3 separate regions of the Pan troglodytes genome follow, and regions 1 and 3 are each linked to region 2. Evidence: chromatin contacts called from public Hi-C and HiChIP or PLAC-seq data. All regions are on one chromosome and are shown on one strand. The core of a region is the stretch at or near the end of the contact, and the rest is flanking DNA. Distances in the headings are between cores, read along the strand shown.

The links. Hi-C and Micro-C count contacts between places; a contact is called where the count stands out from the background. HiChIP or PLAC-seq counts read pairs in DNA pulled down with a chosen protein or histone mark.
Region 1: a contact with region 2 is called in an H3K4me3 HiChIP or PLAC-seq map of stem cell-derived excitatory neurons, with 2.8 times the contacts expected there. The contact joins the promoter of SCLT1 here to the promoter of JADE1 in region 2. A contact is called at or near these places in 1 of 7 Hi-C or Micro-C datasets (stem cell-derived neural progenitor cells) and 1 of 1 datasets of contacts at active chromatin or transcription factors (stem cell-derived excitatory neurons).
Region 3: a contact with region 2 is called in a Hi-C map of stem cell-derived neural progenitor cells, with 2.3 times the contacts expected there. The contact joins the enhancer-like site here to the promoter of JADE1 in region 2. A contact is called at or near these places in 1 of 7 Hi-C or Micro-C datasets (stem cell-derived neural progenitor cells) and 1 of 1 datasets of contacts at active chromatin or transcription factors (stem cell-derived excitatory neurons).

The regions. Positions count from the first base shown.
Region 1 is chr3:130,258,270-130,261,653 of NHGRI_mPanTro3-v2.0_pri, reverse strand. It overlaps SCLT1 (sodium channel and clathrin linker 1), which reads left to right and starts at 1,516. Exons shown (of 22, transcript XM_063809861.1): 1 at 1,516-2,046. The coding sequence starts at 2,013. C4H4orf33 (chromosome 4 C4orf33 homolog) reads right to left here and starts at 1,526. Exons shown (of 7, transcript XR_010156704.1): 1 at 1,096-1,526.
Region 2 is chr3:129,973,460-129,977,063 of NHGRI_mPanTro3-v2.0_pri, reverse strand. JADE1 (jade family PHD finger 1) reads right to left here and starts at 2,098. Exons shown (of 11, transcript XM_001158814.6): 1 at 1,766-2,098.
Region 3 is chr3:129,682,310-129,685,879 of NHGRI_mPanTro3-v2.0_pri, reverse strand. No RefSeq gene overlaps it. Among named protein-coding and RNA genes, the nearest start is that of PGRMC2, 240 kb to the right of the region's middle. Within about 2 kb of position 1,294, at least 6 of the 24 cell types and tissues checked have an H3K27ac peak or open chromatin away from gene starts, as enhancers often do. A contact at or near this core is called in stem cell-derived neural progenitor cells, where this site is marked.

The DNA of each region.
Region 1 (3,384 bases), core at 267-2,766, 290 kb before region 2:
CAAAAACAAAAAACTATCATGATCATAATTATGATCATGTAAGCTAAAAAATTCGAGTGCAGACATAAAAGTTTTCACCTGAGATATTCACTTTATGTAAATACCACTCATCAATTATAGCCAGAAGGTATTTGCTTCCATCCAGTTTGGGTGTAAGCGTAGAGTTAAGTCTATAATTATTTATTTGATGCCAAGTAGAAATACGACAATATACAAGGTTCAAATGTGGGAGAAGTTACAAGCAAGTCCTTGGAGAGTCAGTGAGATGTTTATGAAGAAAGAGTCATATACTGAACTTCAAAAACGAGTTGGACCTTGCACACTCAATTTTCCCTTAGCTATAACGTTTACACAAAAAGTTTTTGTGTAAACGTTATAGCTACTAAAAATCAGAACAAGTTCAATTATCACCGACTCAAAGCTGGATTAGACCTTTTCAATGATTATTAAGCTACACATCCATATTTAACAGCTAGTCTTTAGAGGAAGGGACCATCTCATTCTATTAACAGTGAGTATTTAGTAAGGCCTTCAGATGCCTAACTGCATATATTTGAATACATTTTTTAAATTTCTTAACACATATCGCTAAGGTTACTTTGTTTATATGACATTATGAGTACGGGACAACAAAACTCTTAAGCTGTTAAACAGAAAGCCAAATCAAGCTGCATCTATGACATGCCTGTTTAGTGAAACTTTACTTCAGTCCATAAAAATACAATTTATTAAAAGCACAAAACTAGTGGCTAGCTTCAAGTTAACATTTTTGTTGCTAGTGGTGAGATTTCCTCTAATGTTAAATGATTTTTTTAAAAAAAATACGTTTTAAGTCCAGACAAAATTAATTTTCAAAAATGAAAATTGTAATCTATCCACAAATGTAAGTTTCACCGTTTTGTTTTTTGCAAAAAAAAGTACCTCTTATCTTTCCTTATATTTGAGGAAACAAGCTTATCTTTGAAGAAGTAGCTGCTGAATTTGCAAGATCTTTTGAGTACTTCTAACTACACGCTTTATTACTACACAGTTAAATATTTAAACAACAGTTGTCTCCTTTGTCTAAAGACCCACAAAGACCGAGAAGGTACTTACCTTCTTGAGATGACCAAATCCAAACCCAGAACTCCTCCAGAGGTACAGCCTTGGTGGGAGATTCTGAAGACGCCAGTCTGGCTTCTATCCCTAGCCGCAGGAACCTGCATCCTTTACTTAGTCCAGAAAGGCTTAGTGTATTAGTAACCCAAAGATAGTGAGGGCATTTAAACTGTGTATTTCATTCTCTACTCACGTTTGCATTTTGGTTTTTTGTTTGTTTGTTTTAAAGAGGTTGGGCCTCACTACCTGGAGACACTGTCCCACCAGTTTGGCCGCCGCGCCAAGCCGGTGGCTCAGCCCGCTGTCATCCAGGTTCTCACGACTCCTCCCATTGCTTGACAGCCAGCCAATAGCGTGCTAGGACTCTAGGACGCGCGATGGCGTAAGCTCCAACGCCCGCGTGATGACGCAAGAGGCGTCACCGTCTCCAAGGAGTGGTCCGGGGCACCGGTTTCAAAGTCGCAGGGCGGGCCGAGTGGACTTCCGCTGCTGGCCTGGGGCTTCCCAGCCGTCTTGGCGTCGTCCTCTCCAACCCCCGCCGCTCCGCGTAGAACGCCGCTCTCAGGCTGCCGTCAAGCTCCCGCGGCACTCTCCTAGGTGGCCCGACGAGACCCAGAGTGACCCGCGGGACGCCTGTATCGAGCGCGTCCTCTTCCCACCAGCGTGGGATTCGGTTGAACGTGGAGTCCCCAGCAATCTTCAGTCTCTCCCCAGGGCCAGGGACTCGTCTGGGGCGCGGGGGAAAGAAGCGTGGCGGGGCTGTAGATGCCGCGTGAGTAGGATGCAGATTGCACCGCTGGAGCGCTTGACAACCAACCGAGCGTTGGCTTAGTTTTGTTTTCCCGCACAGCAAGCTCTCTGTCTTTCAGAGGAAGGTAAAGGTGGTGAAAGCTCCAAACTAAAATTGTATCGAAATGGCTGCAGAAATCGACTTTCTGAGAGAGCAAAGTAAGCTCCATGTTTTTTTTGAGACTTCATATACAATGTTTAATATCGTCGTCGTTGACCGACAAATCTTTTTTGAATGCTGGTTGGGTACATTTAAATTGGTAAAGAGGTAAAGAAGTTAGTTGCAGGAAAAAAAAAAAGCTTGATGTTATACGTGAGGATGTGTGTATATTTAAGCAGAACCGTGTGGTAGTACTTGTAGCTTACACAGAATTCTACTAGACGCTAAACATGTTTGTTATGCTCCTCTCGTGCTCTGAAGATTAGAAGGCTAATGGCCAGCAGGAGTTTCCAAGTGTGCATTTAAAATCTAGGGGCACAGCTCTCTGGCCATTTATTAAAAAGATGTTTATTGAACTCTCCTGTTTCTATTATGTACCAGACACTATGGAAGAACAGCTGCTGCAAAGATAAACAGGACAGTTTTTACCTCCAAGAATTTAATTTGGGGAGGGAAATGTATTCCAAAATATATTGAAGTGGCAGCAACTGCTGGCTCTTTTGCCACAGTCTCATAGGGTTGTTGGAAAGATTAAATGAATATTAAAATATGTAAAGGATTTAGAATAGTATCTGATACATTGTGTTAAACAAATATTAACTATTACACGATTATTATTAAAATATGTTCAAGGAAGGTGCTATTGGGCTGAAACGTGCAGTACAAATATGAATTTACTATATGAAAAACTCTAGGCATCCCAAATAGAACAATATTTGTGACACTGAGGGGATTAGGAATATGCTTTGTTAAAGACTTGCAATACGGCTGGTTTGAGTGTAATATTGATGTAAATTGAATTGGAATATTTATATAGGGAAATGGCAAGTGAAGTCGAAGGCGTAGAAAGGGGCTGGATGGTGAAGGGCCCTGTCTTCTCTGTGCTAAGGAGTTTGGACCATTGCATGGGTTATAGGAATTCAATTGAGAGTGGCATGATCAAATTGTAATTTAGAAGGCCCGGTCTGATTTTTACGGGGAATATGCATTATAGCAGAGTGCAGTTAGTTGTCTACTGTCATCATTCAGGTAAGAAGTAAACTAAGTTGGGCACAGGGAGACTGGAGATCAGGGGATTTGAGAGAAAGAGGTAGAGAGCAACTTAGTTTTTGCTTGAGCAACGGGGAAGTTAGGAAAAAGGTAGTAAGTTCCGTTTTGGTAGCATTATAGACCAGTGGTTAAGAACTCAGTCAGCCTCCGGATTTAGTCTGTCTGGGCTCACAGCCTACCTCTTTCCAGGTCTGTGACCTCGAGCAAGTTTCCTAGCTTTTCTGCACCTCAGTTTTCTCATTTATATAATGAGTATAAGAACACAAGAATCCTCTTGAAGTTGTGAG
Region 2 (3,604 bases), core at 849-3,348:
GCGGCGCAGCTGGGACCGTTAGGTGACGCTCCGGCCGCGGCGGAGAAGCAGCGCCTCGGCCGCCGCCCGCCCCCATTTCCACACTGGGCCGCCTCTCCTCAAACACCAGAGGCGGGCTACAAAAGTTGGCCCCGGGGCCACCCAGCACCTGCCCACGTGCCGCGGAGGCTCGCTCCCGAGTCTCCCCCGGTTCCCTCCCCCGCCGCCCTCGGCCGCCAGGTCACCTATTACCGGTGGGAGGGGAGAGAGGCTGCTATTTAAACGCCCGCGGAAGTTGAGGCACCCCCACTGGCGGGTGCCGTGCACCTGCCTCCCGCCGCCGCGCTCCGCCACTTTGAGCAGCAGCCGCGTCCTCAGCCCCGCCTCCTGCCCGAAGGCGGGCGGGGGGGAGCGGGAAGGAGGTGGAAGGGATCGAATTTCTCCAGCAAATGGGACCGTTCCGACAGGATTCGGTTCCCCGGTCAACATTCCACATTCCATCCCTCTCCCGCATTTGCAAGCCAATGCCGAGCAACCCGGAAAGCCTGCTGGCTACCGAACAACAGCCCCCAACTCGCAAACACAGACTCACAGGCACAAGACACGTGCACTGAAGGGCTCTGCAACTTGCAGTCCCGGGGTACACACTACACGTTCATTTAAGGAAGCAAGGAGACCAAGAGGCCCCACCCCCACAATGTGCAGATGGTGCCAAAGGTTGCAATTTGCAATCCCCTTTAAGTTCACGATTAATCGGTACTTTGCTCTACCAACGCCAACTCCTACCCCATTTCATCGATTAAGGGGTTTTACACTTTACAAGCAGTCGCGCTGTAAGTAAAAGATCTGATCACTGGAAGCCCAGTTCGGAAGAATCTAATTGCCAAACTGTCCCTCCACCCCCACCCCCACCCCCCTCTCACTGCCCTTGAATTGATGCAATGAATATTTTGGACATGTGGTGACGCGGTGACAAGAGCCAGGGCTGCGGCCACCACACACAGATGTACCTACGCACACCTATGTTTGGACAAATACAGTCCCACCACACACACGGTCTCACACACACTGGATTCATATATGTACGCGAACCTGCGTTCTGCCATTGCCATCTGTCTACCAAGTTGCTACTATGCTTTCCACTTTCATGCAGCCTAATGCACTTTGGCTTTCTAAAAAAAAAAAAAAAAAAAAAAAAAAAAAAAAAAAACCTATAAACTAAAGCCAACTTAAACTGGGCTTCTGCTCCTAAACGCGTTTAATTGATGATTCACCTGAAAACCGCATGTTCTTCGCAAATCCAAAAGAAGAAATAGCTCTAAGTCTTCAGCCCCCCAAATTTGAAAAAAAAAATCATAATAAAACTTACTGATCCAACATAGATCAATTCTCAGGATCCAAAAATCATCCTCTCCTCCTCCTCCGGCCCCCGCCCCGGCAATGCCCAAGTTACTGGTGGGATAGTAACGCTGCGCTCAGCGGCTGCCTCCCTCCCTCCTCGCTACATATCGAGAACCCAATCTTTTGGCGCCATATTAATGACGTACTATATTATTTCCACTAGGCAGCGACCTTCGGCATTAAATTACTCCCGAGAACTCCCGAGCAAAGCAACAAAACCATCAAATATGGCTGAGCCTCTCGGCTCGTCCTGCAGCCGCCGCCGCCGCCGCCGCCGCCGTCGCCGCCGCGGGACCGGGACGCGCACACGGACCCACACGCGGACACGCGCGGACACACGCGCGGCGCGCCCACCCCGCGCGCCCCCCGCGGCCCGCGCGCGTACCTGCTGCGGAGGGGTTCGGCCGAGGCGCTGGGCTGGGCGCCGCTCGCTCGCTCGGAGCTGCATGAGTTCGGGCCGCGGCGGGCGGGGAGCCGGGCGGGCCCCTGCTCTCGCCGGCGCGCACACACCGGGCACTCGCGCACGGAGGCACTCTCGGTCTGGCGTTTGGCTTGTTATGGAGGAAGGACTATGTGAATCAAACTCATTTCTGGGTCACTGCTGCCACAGGGGGGAGCACTTTAATCCCTTGCCAAAACGAGAGGGTGGGGACGGGAGGGCGGAGGGAGCATGCGGGGAGCCCGCGGCGCTGGGGGCTCGGTCCCTCGTTAACTCTTCGCAGCCCTAGCCGCAGCCGGCTCAGCCTGCGCCAGTAGGGGCTCGCAAAGAACGGCACTGTTCAGCTCTTAGTCTCTTTCCTTACTTCACCCACCTTGTGAGCCTAGAAATTCTTGAGGTGTCTCCAAGCAGGGAAGTGGGTTTTTAAATTAGCCCCTTCAAACTGCTGTCCCAGTTTCAACTCTTGTCTGACATCTAGAAATGGATTCTTTCAGAATAGTTTAAAATTACGTAGATTAAAATATGGCTATTAAGATGTGTCATTTGGGTGAAAGGTTTTATTTTTAGGCTGAGTGGCAAAATAGTTGTTTGTAGTAACAGTTTTAGGGAGTTGCACATTAGGATGACATTTTTAAATAGAGATAATCGAATTCTGAATAACATCTTTACCTAAATTTGTATGGAAGTGATCATTGCAAATGAGCATTAATTCATTAGAAGATATTATTTATAAATTGACACCACTTTATGTTACACATTACTACAGAATTGGACATCTTCTCCCAAATATGAGGAGTGAGCCTAATGCTAAAACTAGAATTGCAGACTAGTATCAGATCAGTCATCGGAGATTCATTTGGGGGTATTTATGTGTAAAAACGAGTGGTTACTGATTTTCTGCAGAAGACAAGCTTGCTTTTTCATATAGAGGGCAACATACTTCTTTCATGGATTCATCTAGGGAAATAGAGGGGTATATGGCATTCAACTTCAATAAGAAAAAAGTACGGATTAAAAACTCCCATTCAGGCCGGGCGCGGTGGCTCACGCCTGTAATCCCAGTACTTTGGGAGGCCTAGGTGGGCGGATCACCTGAGGTCGGGAGTTCAAGACCAGCCTGACCAACATGGATAAACCCTGTCTCCACTAAAAAATACAAAATTAGCCGGGCATGGTGGTACATGCCTGTAACCCCAGCTACTGGGGAGGCTGAGGCAGGAGAATCGCTTGAACCCGGGAGGTGGAGGTTGTGATGAGCCGATAATGCGCCATTGTGCTCCAGCCTGGGCAATAAGAGCGAAACTCCGTCTCAAAAAAATAAATAAATAAATAGGAACAGTGATCACTAATTACAAAATTGAATATCGAACCCAAAAGGCATATGTGTCCACCGGAAGAATCTTTCTGAATATATCAGGTTTGATTTCATGTAATCCCACACCAGCCCAACTACCCACATCCAGACCCACATCCAGAACGTTATAATCTGATAAATGCGACAAAACAAAACTAATTGAGCCTTTCAGTTATTTTTCAGAAAACAAAGTAAGCCAGTGGAAATCCTAAGTACTGTATATGTCCTCTCCTGTTTCGCTAATGAAGAGTAGAAAGACTCCCTGCCAGTCCTATTCATGTGTTCACTTAATCCTGTTCAAAGCGATCACACATGTAAAGCACTGTGTTAACTATCATTATTACTATTCTTAGTATTGCTCTTCAGTTATTGTTATTTTTACTGGTTCACCTTGCACATACTCTCTGTAGAAGTTAAAGTACACAGGCTTT
Region 3 (3,570 bases), core at 45-2,544, 290 kb after region 2:
GTGATTTGTTTTGCAGCATCACTGTAGCAAAAGTTTACTGACACATCTTCTCATCTGAACAGCCATTTCTTTACCTATTTCCCCCACAGAAAGTACTGGTGGAGCAGAAGCCTAAGGTCAGAACAAAGCCAGCTTCCTCCTCCTCCTTCCCACCGTGGGCACGGACCCCATGTCCTGGATTGATGGCTGGGTTGATGGGCTGTAACAATGAATGCCAGCATATCAAAAAATGTCAGATTCTTCAGTGGGTTCCTGTCTAGGGAGCAGACAACACCAACCACTCTGCCACAGTGACCAGTGAGGATCCAGAAGTCCCCTCATCCTGCCGACAGTGCCACAAAGCTTATGAACAAGGGTTTCCATCTATCACCAGCTGCACACTGAGAGGTCAAACTGCATAGGAGTAGAGGCATGAAGAGGAAACCTGAAAGATGAAAAGAAACTTTTAGCTCAACCTAGATAATTACATTGGAACTAAGTTTACAAGATTGGGCTAAAATTGAATTCCCACTCTGGGGTCCAGTGGTGGAAATTTGAGAGAAATATTCCACCAGTTAATAAAAAAAGTTGTTACATTTTTTATTATCTCTGAGTGTATTGTGAGTGAATTTTGCAAATCTGATATGAATTTTTGTAAAATGAATACACAGATGAATAAATGAATGAATGAATGGGAAACTCCTCATCATCCTGCCATGTACTCTTCCCACCACCCGCTGGCATTTCTAGCCAGTGAAGGCATCAATCCAGAAACAACTCATTCCTCATCTTGAAATGCCTTCCAACTTCTAGGAGCAAGCAGCAACTTCTAGGTCTAGCTCCCTCCTTCAGAAATGCCTAAACATTCGCCTACATTCCCTGGTCCCTTGGCTCAGGAATTTTGTAGGTGGTCTCAAAGCCTTGGATAAATTTACATGAAACAGGCTGGCATCCTCTATGTTAGAGGAGTTTGGATCTTTCAGTAGACTCTAGCCTTAAACCTGTACCAAAAATCTTTTGAGATTATAACGAGGCAATGTTTTCCCCAAGAGGAGAAAAGGTCAGATTCCCACATCTGGAGTTTGACCTTTGTGCATGTTGTCATTTCACCCACCACAGGAAACCTTTCTAGGCTGGGCTAAAATGTGTAACTTCTCAACAGTGTGGCTGGTAGCAATCCCACCCAGCTGTGTGGAATGGGAAGTGAAAGGGCAATTAATATTCTGTTAAAACTTCAGGGGGCTGCACTGAAGCTGGCCAGATAGCAAGGCTGACTCATCATGTTAAAACCCAATGCAGTATTGTCTGCTCACTTCTGCTGACTCACTTGTCAGCCCTAAGCTATGTGTACCCAGGCAGAGCTGCCAGGTCTCACATCCGCCTTTCCAGAGTGTTACCCTTCTGCACCAGCCATGACCATTCACTCTCTGGAGAAGCATTTACGATCAGCCATGGATGATTTTAAATGTGTGAAGAACTGTTTCATGGAGGGAGATTATCAGCCTCTTTCTTACATTGTTTTACATGAAAACAACATGAACAGCAACACAACTGACACTGGAGAAGAACCATAGTTCTTCCAAGCTGGAATGGAGCCTTAGAGATCAAGCTAGATCTTATGAGATCTAGTGGGAAGGAGGCTAGCACGTTGAATAAGAGCTTTGAGTCAGGCGACCTGAATTTATGTAGCCTTCGACACAGGTAGTCGAATTATAAGTAGTAGGCTAATACAGCTGTTAAGCAACTTTAAGCAAATTGCTCAGACTCTCTGAGCTTTGGTTTCCTTATCTGTAAAATTAGAAATAATTATAGCACCCACCTCATGGGGCTATTGTGAAGAAAGGATGAAAAGATATCAAGTATAAAAGGAATCGAGTGCTGGGCACAAAGTGCTCCATATATTGTAGCTATTAGTAAGGCTGATGAGGCAATTCATGGAAACCTCTTTCCTGGAAACAGGATAGAACCTACATGTGTTTGGCATTAGATTAGTAAAGGGTAAAAGAATATCACTGCAAGCTGGGTATTGATGGGGGTGGGGAGGACAGAGAAGGAGGAAGAATTGCCCAGGGAATGCTGGACCTTCAGTATTTTGAAGGGCCCTGCTTTGGGGCCCAGGTGGGGAAGTATCCACCTTTCCATCCTGGTTTTAGGTCTGCTGAAGATAGTTATTCTTTTTTTTTTTTTTTTTTAAAAAGACCCTTCTGATTATAAGTCTTTGTTTGAAGACATTGCTCAGATTTCCCTTTAAGGGCCTCATTTAAATGTACACACAAGGCAGCACAGTCCAGTTTTTTAAAAAAAGCCTGGCTAGTAATGACATACAGAAACTGATACTTACATGATACTGTTAAGTGCACTCTTTTTAAACCACTAATTCTTATTTCACAGAAAGTGGTCCTTATGTCAACGTCCTTAAGAGGTCCAACAGCTTGTATAACCAGCAGACCTCATGGTTAGTTAGCAGCTTTCAGGACTTGAATTCCCAGTGATAAACAAAAGAATTCCGAAGGCCACAATCCATAAACTCTCCATAAAAACATATGGAGCTACTTAAAAAGGTTGGCTCAGGGCTGTTGTTTTGAAAACAAGTATCCTCAGCCAGAATCTCTACTGAGTGCTATTTACTGAATGGTTGAAGAAGGGCAAGACCCCATGGATGCTGTAGCGCTGCGTTTCAGCAATCGCCAACATTTTGCAGATATTGCTCTAAGCCTCCTGATATCCTGGGAAGGATGCAAGAAGTCCGTACCTTTGTATCCATTCCACTCAAGGCATTGGGGCTACTCATGGAGGAGCCTGCACACCTTAAATATCCTTCTACACATGTGATTCCAAGATCTTAGGCCTCCAAAACTCTCGTTTACTATTCTCGGAGCTTTCTGATTACAATTCCCCCAGCAAGATTCAACTGACTGCTCCATCCTTTGCACCTCAACAATAATCCATCAAAATTTCACTTATAGGATAGATGATTCCAAGCCAGTCTCCTATTAGTGAACTGTGTTCTTTGAAAGCAGCAACTTTTATCTGCTTCTCCATATCTCTAGGATTTGGCTTAGTAGGTGCTGGACAATTCTTTTATTCTTGTATTAATAAAATCTAATTAATTACAATTATAAGTTAATGAGTAAATTGATTAGGCCCTGACCTTTTGAATCAGTCTAGAGCCAAGACTAGAACTCAAAGTTCTGATACTCACTCTGACTTCACAAGGACTTCACTCGTACTTCATGAAGATTTCCAGTGAACCCAATCATCGCTCTTGCTGTCAGATGTCAGATTAATGTGGCCACCAACATGTAGATATAGGATAGGTTTTGGATCCACTGGCCATCATACTCCTAAACATGAACATAGTCAACTTACCTGGTTTTTCTATGCTGTTTAAGGATCAAGAGAGAATCTTCTAGAACTTTGTCTTGGTTCCAGAACAACACAGATTGTCTCTCTTTTTCTAAAACTAATAATGAGGCTTTTTTTTTCAGTATTAAAATGTTACTCAAGACTTTCTGTTTTAATAAAATGGGAGAGTAAGATAAATCTCACTATTAAAAAGCTAGAAATACTGGATAAAATATAAAATTTGAA